Linked DNA regions of Ovis aries: region 2 is linked to region 1. Evidence: chromatin contacts called from public Hi-C data. All regions are on one chromosome and are shown on one strand. Each heading gives the region's core, a stretch centred on a gene start, on an enhancer-like site or on the middle of the called end of the contact. The rest is flanking DNA. Distances are from core to core; before and after follow the strand shown.

Region 1 (5,105 bases), core at 2,294-4,793:
GTGTGCAGTAGCATTATGTCTAAAACATAGTACATATCTTAATTTCAAAATACTTTCTCATTAAAAATTGCTAATCATCATCTGAGCCTTCTGTGACTTGTAGGAGTAACATCAAAGATCATGGATTACAAATCAGCATAACAAACATAATAATAATGAAAAAGTTTGAAATATTGAGGGAATTATCAAAATATGAGAAAGACACAAAGTGAGCAAATGCTGTTGGAAAAAATGGTGCCAACAGATTTGCTCTACACAGAGCTGCCACAAACCTCCAATTCAATTTGGTTTTTTTGGCTCCACCACACAACTTGCAAGGGATCTTAGTTCCCTGACCAGGGATCTAGTCTGGTCCATGCCCACTGCAGTGGAAGCACGGAGTCCTAATCACATGACTGCCAATGAATTCCCTCTTTGGGTAATATTTCTACACAAACACAGCTCATTTTATTGTGATTTGCTTTATTGTACTTTGCAACATTCATTTGACATTACTTTGCCAACAAATGAATGTCTAATGTCTTAGTTATAGTCACCAACCAGAGTTTGTTGACCCATACGTATGACTTGAATTTTTATAAATGATAGATTCTTAGTCTCCCCTTAGGCCTCAGACAGATTTATTTCATCTAGGATCTTGATTTGTTTTGCTTAGATTTTTGTTTTTTCCTTTCCATGGATTCTCAAGTTTTTGCTACTCCAAGGGGAAAGCTACTTCCAAGGTGTAGCTGCATAATCTGTTAATATAAATGGGATCATTGAACAGTGTTTAGATTTCATGCCCAAAGATTTTGCTAAATAGTATGTTTTTTTTGTGAATAGGGTATCAGAGTCCCAAAGCAATTGAAATCTTCAAGTTGAAGGAAGGAGACAAACCATGGATAGAAAGGGGAAATATCTATGATCCAGGTAAGTGAATGAGAAACATCCAGGTAGAAAAGAAGTAAATTCTTATATCTGTGAAGGCCTCACACCTTTAAAATCATGTTATGGTGACTCATCTTCTAGTTTCTAAACTTTGACAGTATCTCAACAGAGCCTCTGAGGATTCCTCTCCTATGTTAGTATTCATGACTTAATCATTTAGAGGAAAATACTCATGTTTTCACCTCTGGATTTCATACTGATTTATTTCATCTAGAGTCTTGATTTGCTTTGCTTAGATTTTTTAAATTTCTATGGATTCTCAAGTTTTTCCTTCTTCATTGACTGCCATGGTACCACTGCTTATTCCTTCCTCTTACCTTGCTTTGAAAATTCAGTCCATTATTGAAACCCATTCAAGTTTTCTGAGAACTGGAGATACAAAAATATTACAGAGTTTCTGTCTGAGGAATTCATAGTACCTTTTGGAGGGCAGTCAAGTCAGCATGATGGTCTAGAAAGATAATGATCTTCAGTCATCCCTTGTATTGACATGTTGTCTTTTTCTCTATTGGATGCCTTTTGTACTTTCTATTGTTAGTACCACAATGTAGTTGCAATTTTATATTTAATGTATGATTGTTTTTGAGACTGGCATGGAAGGTGTCCCTGACTGCTATCTGAAGAAGTAACAACTAAGATGACTCATGAGAGAACAGCCATAGTAACTAATATTCTCTCATTGCTTCCTGTGTGCCAAGGACTTCAGTGGAGGGAAAGTATTCACAAATTCTTGGTAGCCTATGAGACCACAAGGTCTTGGAAGTAAGCAGAGTAGTGGAAGAATTAAGTGGGAGGCAGGGAGTAATGAAGATGATAATGGAGAATCTGTTCAGTGTGTGCCTCTATATAGCCTTAAAAGCATTCTCTTGAGATCTTGCTTTAGTCTGTTATCAGTAAACTAATTAAGGGTTTTGGGGAGGGTATAATAACAAAGATGGTTGCAGTATGGGAAAAGAGGTGGTTGGAGAAGCATTCACTTCTGAGGCTGGTGCGGTGGGCAAATTCAGTAATAATTCATATAAACGGAGTAAAGCAATGAGGGTGAGCACAGGGAGTGGTTCTGGAGTTATTTTTGAGATGGTATTAACAGGAATCAGTGGCCAGTGTGATGGTGACGCAGGTTATACTTTGGGTTGATCCTCTGACCTTCACATCAACCTACAATCCAGGTAACACATCTCCATTCTTGATTTACTGTGTAGTAGTAACTGCTAGATGAGAAACAAAACAAGGGAAAATTCAATCTGGAAGGGAGAGGGCTTACATTTTACAGTTGTGCACTTTGAGGAGCTTCCAGACTGGAGCAGGCAGTATGTATGTTGTGATGCTATGTTAATCTTTGAGTTTAGTGAAGATTCCATCTCCAAGTCCATACCCCAAATATAATCAAACTTTTAAGTTTTTCTTAATCCCTTCAAATTTTTGAAATGCTTAGTAATGTGTGCCGTAGGATCATATTATGATGAATGCTGTTCTGGAGGTCAATATTTCATCCATTCAATAAGTCACTTAAAAAATACAGGTAATTCCATAATCGGCTTATTTATTTATATTATTTTCAGTTTGGCCACACCACATGGTATATGGGATTGTAGTTCCTGGTTCAGGGATCAACCCGCAGGGCTGTACTGGAAGCATAGTCATCACCACTGGACCACAGAGGAAGTCCCTATAACTGGCTTTTTAAAGGTTACTGTAGACTGTTCTGTTGAAGAGATCTATGTTTAATTTACAAAACTATTCACCTGCTGATTGTACACTCAGGTTATTCCTAGTTAAAAAAAAAAAATACCAAACAAAAATTCCTAGCATTGGAAATTCTGCATCAATGAGAACGAAAGATTTAAATTGTATAGATAATTTCTAAATTGCCCTCTAGAAAGGATGTGCAGATAATATCCTCTACTACCCCTCTGTGTAAAATAATGGCTAACATTTAAGAGTTTTATTTGGGAATGATGCCAAACACTGAAATACTTTATATCACCATGTAATTATTCGGAATTGCCCTTTGTTTTCTAAGGAAATATTTGCATTTCTTTTAAGCCTCGCCCCTCTCGGTTCGCAGTTGCAAACAGCCACATTCCCAGCCCCCGGTATATGTGTTTACAGTGCTGGGCTCTTCAGCATCGGCGGCTCCGCCCCTTCAACAGGTCTCAAACCGACCTTACTCATTCTCCATCCCCGCTCCACCTGCTTTCCAGATTTCACCCTGTCTTTGACAGCCACGTTTTTAACGTGTCTTCACTCCTACAAACTTCATTGACCGTCCAAAGGCGGCTCCTAACGCTAGCTCCTCGTGTCTTTCCGCCGTACGGAACTGCACTTCCTGCAAGATGGCCGCCCCCATAGTGCTTCTCCGTGGTGCTGGCGGGCGCTGCCATGTCTCCGTATGCCCCAGAAAGCAAAATAGAATCCAGCCCGCGCCGCCACGGTCTTGGATAGGGTCCAGCCTCTCAAAACTTGTTCAGCATGGTGCGTTTGACCGACAACAAGGAGGGGAAGGGAAAGAAGTGTCCCACAGTGATTTCAGTTCCCGCTCTGAGCCCCAGCCTCTGCGATGACCCTTTCCTCTCGCATCGCTGCAGTGGGCGTGGTCTCGTTACGTCATAGAGCTGGGCGGGAGGCCAGAACTCCAAGACCTCAGAAGGCTCTGAGGTCGCCCCGGATCAGAAGCGTCCCTAGCGACAGCCAGAGAGGGGGACTTGCGCTCGACAAGATGGTAATGGGAATCATTTTGGAAGTGAATTCAGCCTTTGGTAGCTGCCCGGAGCCTTGAGAATCTCAGTGTCAGGTGGGTAGTGTTCGGGACGTCGATCCGGAGTGGGGCCCTGCGAGGCCAATGGGAGGCCTTCAGGCGGTTTTTTTGGGGTTCAGTCACTGGGGAGGCTTGGCTTTAGTCATACGCCCTTTGGCAGTCAGTGCTATTGAATCTCTGAAGAGAGAAGCGATCGAGGCGCTGACTGAGGGTTTGTGTCTGTGTTTTGAAACCCAGCCTTCCTAAAATCCCTTGCTGACTTTATAATTGACCTCTCCAACCAAAACTTTTCTTTTCCGTGTCCCACCCTGTTCCCCTCAGGATTGAGGACTATCAAAGGAAAGGGGGATTGAAAGTGAGCTGGATTCTGAAGGGCCCTCTTGGGTACCAAAGGCCCTCTCTATCAGCCCCCTTTCTTGTTTGTAGAAAAAGGCTTTGATCTCCTGGACTTTGAGGGATATCCAAAGAGCTGACTAATTAGGGAAGTGCGAAGTGAGGGAATGCAGAAACTAAGGAAAAACAGGCAAGAAACAATAGTTCACGGAATCTTAGTTCCTCCTTAAGGGATATGCATAGGATCTGATGCATACCTTTGCGTTCTGCAGAAACTCAGACACCTGCCGGGGTGGAAGATGTGATTATTTGCTGAGCACAAGCTTAAGACTGATTAGAACTAGAAAGTTGATAATGAAGGTTCCTGAAACTGTTACCTCACCACCAACCAATCAGTAGGAAGTCATGAACCCTGCATCCCTCATCACAAATAATTGCTTTAAAAAACCTTCCCCTGAAAGGCATCAGGGAGTTGAGGTCTTCTAAGCCTGAGCTGTCAGTTCTCCCAGCTGGGCCTTGCGGAAAATGCTGGGCTTTGCTTCACAACAAAGTGGTGTCAGTAAATTGGCTTTGCTGCTCAGCGGCTGAGCCGACCCAAGTTTGACTTGATAATGATTTCTGCTCATGAGGCTCAGTGATTAAGAACTGGAGTGGTAGGTGAATATCAATGAATTCAGTGTTTTGTCTAGGTGGGAAATAGATGGGGAAACAGTGGCAGACTTTATTTTGGGGGGCTCCAAAATCACTGCAGATGGTGATTGCAACCATGAAATTAAAAGACGCTTACTCCTTGGTAGGAAAGTTATGACCAACCTAGACAGCATATTCAAAAGCAGAGACATTACTTTGCCAACAAATGTTGACATTCTAGAGCCTTCAACATTAGACATTCATTTGTTGCCAACAACCTAAGGCTGTTGCTTGCCAAGTCTCCCTTGGCAATATCAACTTTGCCAGGTTTAAAGGATGACATCCTGGTTTTGAATTCACAGTTCACTTTGGCTAGGGGTAACTGAATTGATACCAACACACCCCATATGCCACCACCTCAGTATTAGCCCTCTTGTGCTTTTTCCACATACACATT
Region 2 (5,047 bases), core at 1,996-4,495, 160 kb before region 1:
GACTGCAAGGAGATCAAACCAGTCAATCCTAAAGGAGATCAATCCTGAATATTCATTGGGAGGACTGATGCTGAAACGCTGAAGCTCCAATACTTTGGCCACCTGATGCGAAGAACTGACTCATTTGAAAAGACCCTGATGCTGGGAAAGATTGAAGGCAGAAGGGGATGACAGAAGATGAGATGGTTGGATGTCATCACTGACTCAATGGACATGAGTTTGACTAAACTCCAGGAGTTGGTGATAGACAGGGAGGCCTAGCATGCTGCAATCCATGGGGTTGCAAAGAGTAGGACACGACTGAGCAACTGAACTGAACTGATGTATGATAATGTCATTGTGGTTATTAAAATGCCCATTGTTTTAGGACTTCCTTGGTGGTCCAGGGGTTAAGACTCCATGCTTCCAATGCAGGGGGCACTAGTCTGATCCCTTGTTGGGGAACAAAGATACCACATGCTGCACTGCACAGCCAAATAAAAAAAGTCCATGGTTTTAGAGGTGCATAATGAAGTATGTAGGAGAAAGTATCTGGGGTATGGGATTTATTTTTAAAATACTTCAGCCAAAAAAAAAAAGTGTGTGGGGAGGAGGATGAGAAACAGGTGAAAAAATATGATAAATTTTTTTTTTTAAACTGCTGAATCTGGATTCGGTACTATTTTCTCTGTGGCTTGAGATCTGACAATCAAAAATCATTTACTGGAAAAAAAACCCAGCACCTATCTCAGATTTCTTTTGTGAGGACTCAACAAACACACACAAAGCACTTAGCAGGCTGGCAGACAGCAGGGTTTCTCAGCCTTGGCACAACTGACCTCTGGGGCTGGACCATCCCTTGTGAAGGGACGGCCTGGGCAGTGCAGGATGCTGGGGAGCATGCCTAGCTACTGCTTGCAGCTCTCCCCCCACCAGTCGTGACAACCTGTTAAGACCCACTGCTCTACAGTAACCATTAAGAGAACAGTTTTTAAATTCCTGAAGCATCTCACCTTTGAGAGATGAAGCCCTCATCTTACCACAAGCGGCAGACTAAATTTAATGAAAACTTAAAACATGTCGTGCATTGTTCTAAGCATTTTCCTTGTACTAACGTATTTAATCCTTGAAACATGCCTATGAAATGCTAAGTATTACTTTGGGGTGGGGGGAGGTATCCACTGCACGGCTTGCGGGACCCTAGTTCCCCAACCACAGACTGAAGTCTGAGCCCAATGCAGTGAGCCCAATGCAGTGAAAGTGCCGAGTTCCAGACACTGGACCACCAGGGAATTCCCTATTCCCACTTCATAGATGAGAAAACTGAAGCACACAGTGTAAGTAACACAGAAACCTGTTCTCTCCACCAGTGAACCACATTTTAAGAAACGTGGTGCCCCAAATACCCCTGAGACAATGCAACCCAGTCACTGCTTCTTACTGGATAAGGAAGCAATTTCTTTGAAGTTCACTCTCCAAATATAAAACCATAAACTGCTATGACAACTGAATGAGGTCATCACTGAATGCCTTCTTAAGGGGTCAATTCCACTGCAACTGCCCAACCAGGCAGATGCTGCTTCCTCACTCATCATTATTCCTTACAGATGAGGAATCTGGACCCAGAACAGGCAAGGCACTGACTGGTCCAGCGCACACAGGGAGGGCACCGGTAGTGCTGGCATTCAAATCTCAGTCATCTTGACTCCTCCATCACTCACCACACTGCATCCAAACCACCAGCAAATCCCAACAACCCTCCTTTTCAAGATACCCCCAATCCTGCCAATGCTGGTGCTGCTTTGCAGTGGCATCCAGAAAGGTCTCTCTGCTCCTGCCTGGTCTCTATTCGACAGCAAAAACTCAGGAGCATGTCATTCCTCTACGCAAAGCCTGGCACTGGCTCCTCCACCTCACTAAAGGCTTTGCCTTGCTGGTCCACAGGCCTCACTTGATCTAGCTCTGGATTAATCCTCATCTGCCACCACTTCGACACTCACTGTGCAGCCACCACGCTGGCCTTGCTGTTCTGACTCCCGAACTACGGTCATAGGAGCCCAAACCACAGAGGCTGGGCCAGTGTAGCCCGCACAATTTTATAAATGGGGAAACTAAGGCCCAAAGGGAGTATAGAAACTCTTCGATCACCACTCCCCACAATTACAGCTAACATTTATTGGGCCCTTACAACAGACCGGGCGCCGTTCTATATGACTCGTATTATTAACTCGTTCAGCCCCTTACAACCTCCCATTGACACCAGGACTATTATTAGACCATAGTTTATGGAAAACAAAGGCCCAGATCGGTGAACTAATCGGCCCAAGGTCACTCGGGTGAGAGGCAGGGCTGGGATAGGCAAACCCTAACCCTACCTCCTCTCAATACTTCGCCTGCTGGGCTCACATATCTGAACCTCCCGCTCCTACACATTAGAAATGTTAGCCCGTTTAGTGCACTGCCCACCCTCCACTCAACGGGAGGATCCTGGAAGGGGGGCGAGTTTCCACCTCGTAATTCGTACCTGAATTTGGCCAGTTCCCACTTTGGGAGTGAGCTTTTCGCCCCCCCTCCCCTTCGGGGGTCTACACCAAAACTGGAGAGTGGGAGGGCAGGAACTGTAAAGTCAGTGTTCACGTCTCAGTCTCCATTTGGAAAGTTTAACCCACAGCGCAGAGCCTTAGCCGCTGAAGCCGTGAAGGGTGAAAACTACCCGGACCCCCACCAATCAGGCGGCCCCTCCCCCACTCGGAGCAAGTCACGCGCCCACAGCATCCCCAAGGCGCCATTCAAGGGCTGCTGCCGCCAATCACCAAGCCGTTCCTTCGCCTCTCCCCAACCCAATCGGTCGACTCTCTCCAGAGCCGCGGCCTCGTAGGCCCGGGGCCCCGCGCGCACTTGGCAGGCCCGGGACCCTCCAAGGTGGCCTTCGCTCCCGCCCTCCGCTGGGCCGACACCCAATCACGGGCGCCGTCTCATCGAGTCCGGGGACCCTAACATATGAAAACGGAATGCTGATTGGCCGCCGCCCCTTCCGCCACTCCCAGCGAACACTGAACCTTGTCCGCGAGGGACGCCCGTGCCCCCAGGTCCCCTTTCCCTTCTTCCTCAAGTCCCCGTTGCTTCCGGACCTGAACATCCTCGTTGCGGAGCTCGTCTATGAGCACCGCGATGGGGTAGAGCGAGTCGTCGCCATCGGCCGCCGCCATCTTGGGCCCGTCCCGTTCCTGTCAAGACTGCGGCCAGCGCCGTGCTAAAACCGGGATAGGGAGGGGTTGGGCTGGGAGGAGGAAAGAAAGGCGTGGGGACGCCCGAGCCACTTTACAGGGGCTACCCCACATTCATTGGCCGCGATATCCCGGCTGAGCCTGCGTTTCTTTGGTCCGAACAAATAAGGTCCCGCCTACCGCCCATTTGCCATTGGCCGAAGTGACGAGATTAAGTTTGCCGTAGGAGAGGGGGAGGAGGAAACGGAAGTACGTCGTATCTTAGCGACCAAGATTGGGCCCGCCTACGTCGCCGCTAATAGCGGCCTAGACGAGCAGTTGCTTCTAGCCAATGAGGAGGAAGATTGGGAGGTGGCTAAGCCAGCTCGCCTCCGAGTTCTTCTGCGCCTGCGTCGCTAGGAATGCATGACGTCACTGGCGGGGCAACGAGAACTATCCGCAGGTTTTGGTTTGGGAGACAGTGGTTCCTCTTGCTGGCAAGTGGACTCCTGAACCTTTGCGCGAGAGGAGGAGAGAGTGTGTCTTTGATTTATGCTTTATTTTGCTGAGGCCCCGAGAAACGTGGCGACTTGCCTTACTCTGGGTAAAACCCAACGCTCCTCATGCGTGGATCTGATTCCTGAACGCCTGTCTCCCACCTCCCCTTTTTACTCTTCAGCAGTTCTGGAAAATTAATTGCTTGAGCACATCATGCTTTTTCATGCCAACAAGCCTTTGCCCAAACTGTACGTTCTATTTGGAAAGCAGTTCCTATTAAATCGTCGGATCTCTACGTATCTCCTCTTCCCTTCCTCTCTTCAGTCCTGGCCAAGCTCCCAGAGCCACGTAATCAGTCAATCTCAATTTCTCTCCCTCCCTCCCTCTCTCAAAATTTGTATCCCTTAGCTGAGTCTTCGCTAAAGACCCACTCCAGTTAGGAAACTGCTCCTTATAAAAGGGAGCGGGGGTTGAGCGGAGAAGACGTTGCATATTTCAGTCTTTTCCTCCTTATTCCCAGGATCTTCCCCCAACCCCAACTCTGCCAACTCACGGAGGCTATAAACCTCCTTAGCTAAGGATGCGCTCTAAATATCTTATAATTTTGTCAGTTACACCTCAAAGCGCCCCCCCCCCCCCAAGAGTCCCAAGTGTGCCATGCAGAGACAGCCTCTGCAGCTCATAGATGCAGTCAGCAGCTTGATTCTGGTCAGACTCCACAGAAAAGACCCTGACCAAGAGTATTTCAACCAATGACCCAAAGAGTTCTCTCAGCACAACAGTTTGTTTCCACAGTTCACATCCTAAAAGAGTGATGTCCAAGGCACACTAAAGGCTTGTGTGCCACTTGGACACACTGGCAATCGTCCAGGTGTCTGACCACATCTGTTTTCTATTCCTGCACAGCTGGCACTAAGACTGCACAGCCACAGCGGCCCAGGGAGCAACATTAGGTTTCAACTTGCCTAAACCTTCCGCGTCGGTCAGACCATGCATTTAGGAAGGTCTCAGAGGACAGGGTTACTAGTGCCAGTGGCTTTGGCTATAGTGTAGAGCTGAAAATTCCCCCAGAGGGATAGATACCACTTATTCCTATAAAGCCAGGATGCTGCTGGAGCCAGTCTCGAATAAGTGATTCCTATAAGATGCAGGACTTCGGGGGCCCTTCGTACCTTGGTGGCAGTGGAGTCCAAATTGATTCATCCCCAAATTTGGAACATCAAGCAGGAGAATTGCAAGGCTTCTACAGATCAGACTTCAGTTTTGAGGTGCATTTGCTGCTGCTGCTGCTAAGTCACTTCAGTCGTATCTGACCCCATAGATGGCAGCCCACCTGAGGTGCATTTATTGGCAAGCTAATTACT

Evidence for each region. A called contact is a pair of places that touch in the nucleus more often than the background predicts.
Region 2: a Hi-C map of hypothalamus shows a contact between it and region 1, with 6 times the contacts expected there. The contact joins the promoter of PPP2R1A here to the enhancer-like site in region 1. A contact is called at or near these places in 4 of 16 Hi-C or Micro-C datasets (hypothalamus, liver, muscle and 1 more).

What each region holds. Positions count from the first base shown.
Region 1 is chr14:57,991,124-57,996,228 of ARS-UI_Ramb_v3.0, reverse strand. No RefSeq gene overlaps it. Among named protein-coding and RNA genes, the nearest start is that of ZNF614, 77 kb to the right of the region's middle. Within about 2 kb of position 3,543, at least 49 of the 54 cell types and tissues checked have an H3K27ac peak or open chromatin away from gene starts, as enhancers often do. A contact at or near this core is called in hypothalamus, liver, muscle and 1 more, where this site is marked.
Region 2 is chr14:58,152,804-58,157,850 of ARS-UI_Ramb_v3.0, reverse strand. PPP2R1A (protein phosphatase 2 scaffold subunit Aalpha) reads right to left here and starts at 3,245. Exons shown (of 15, transcript XM_027978664.2): 1 at 3,111-3,245. The coding sequence starts at 3,188.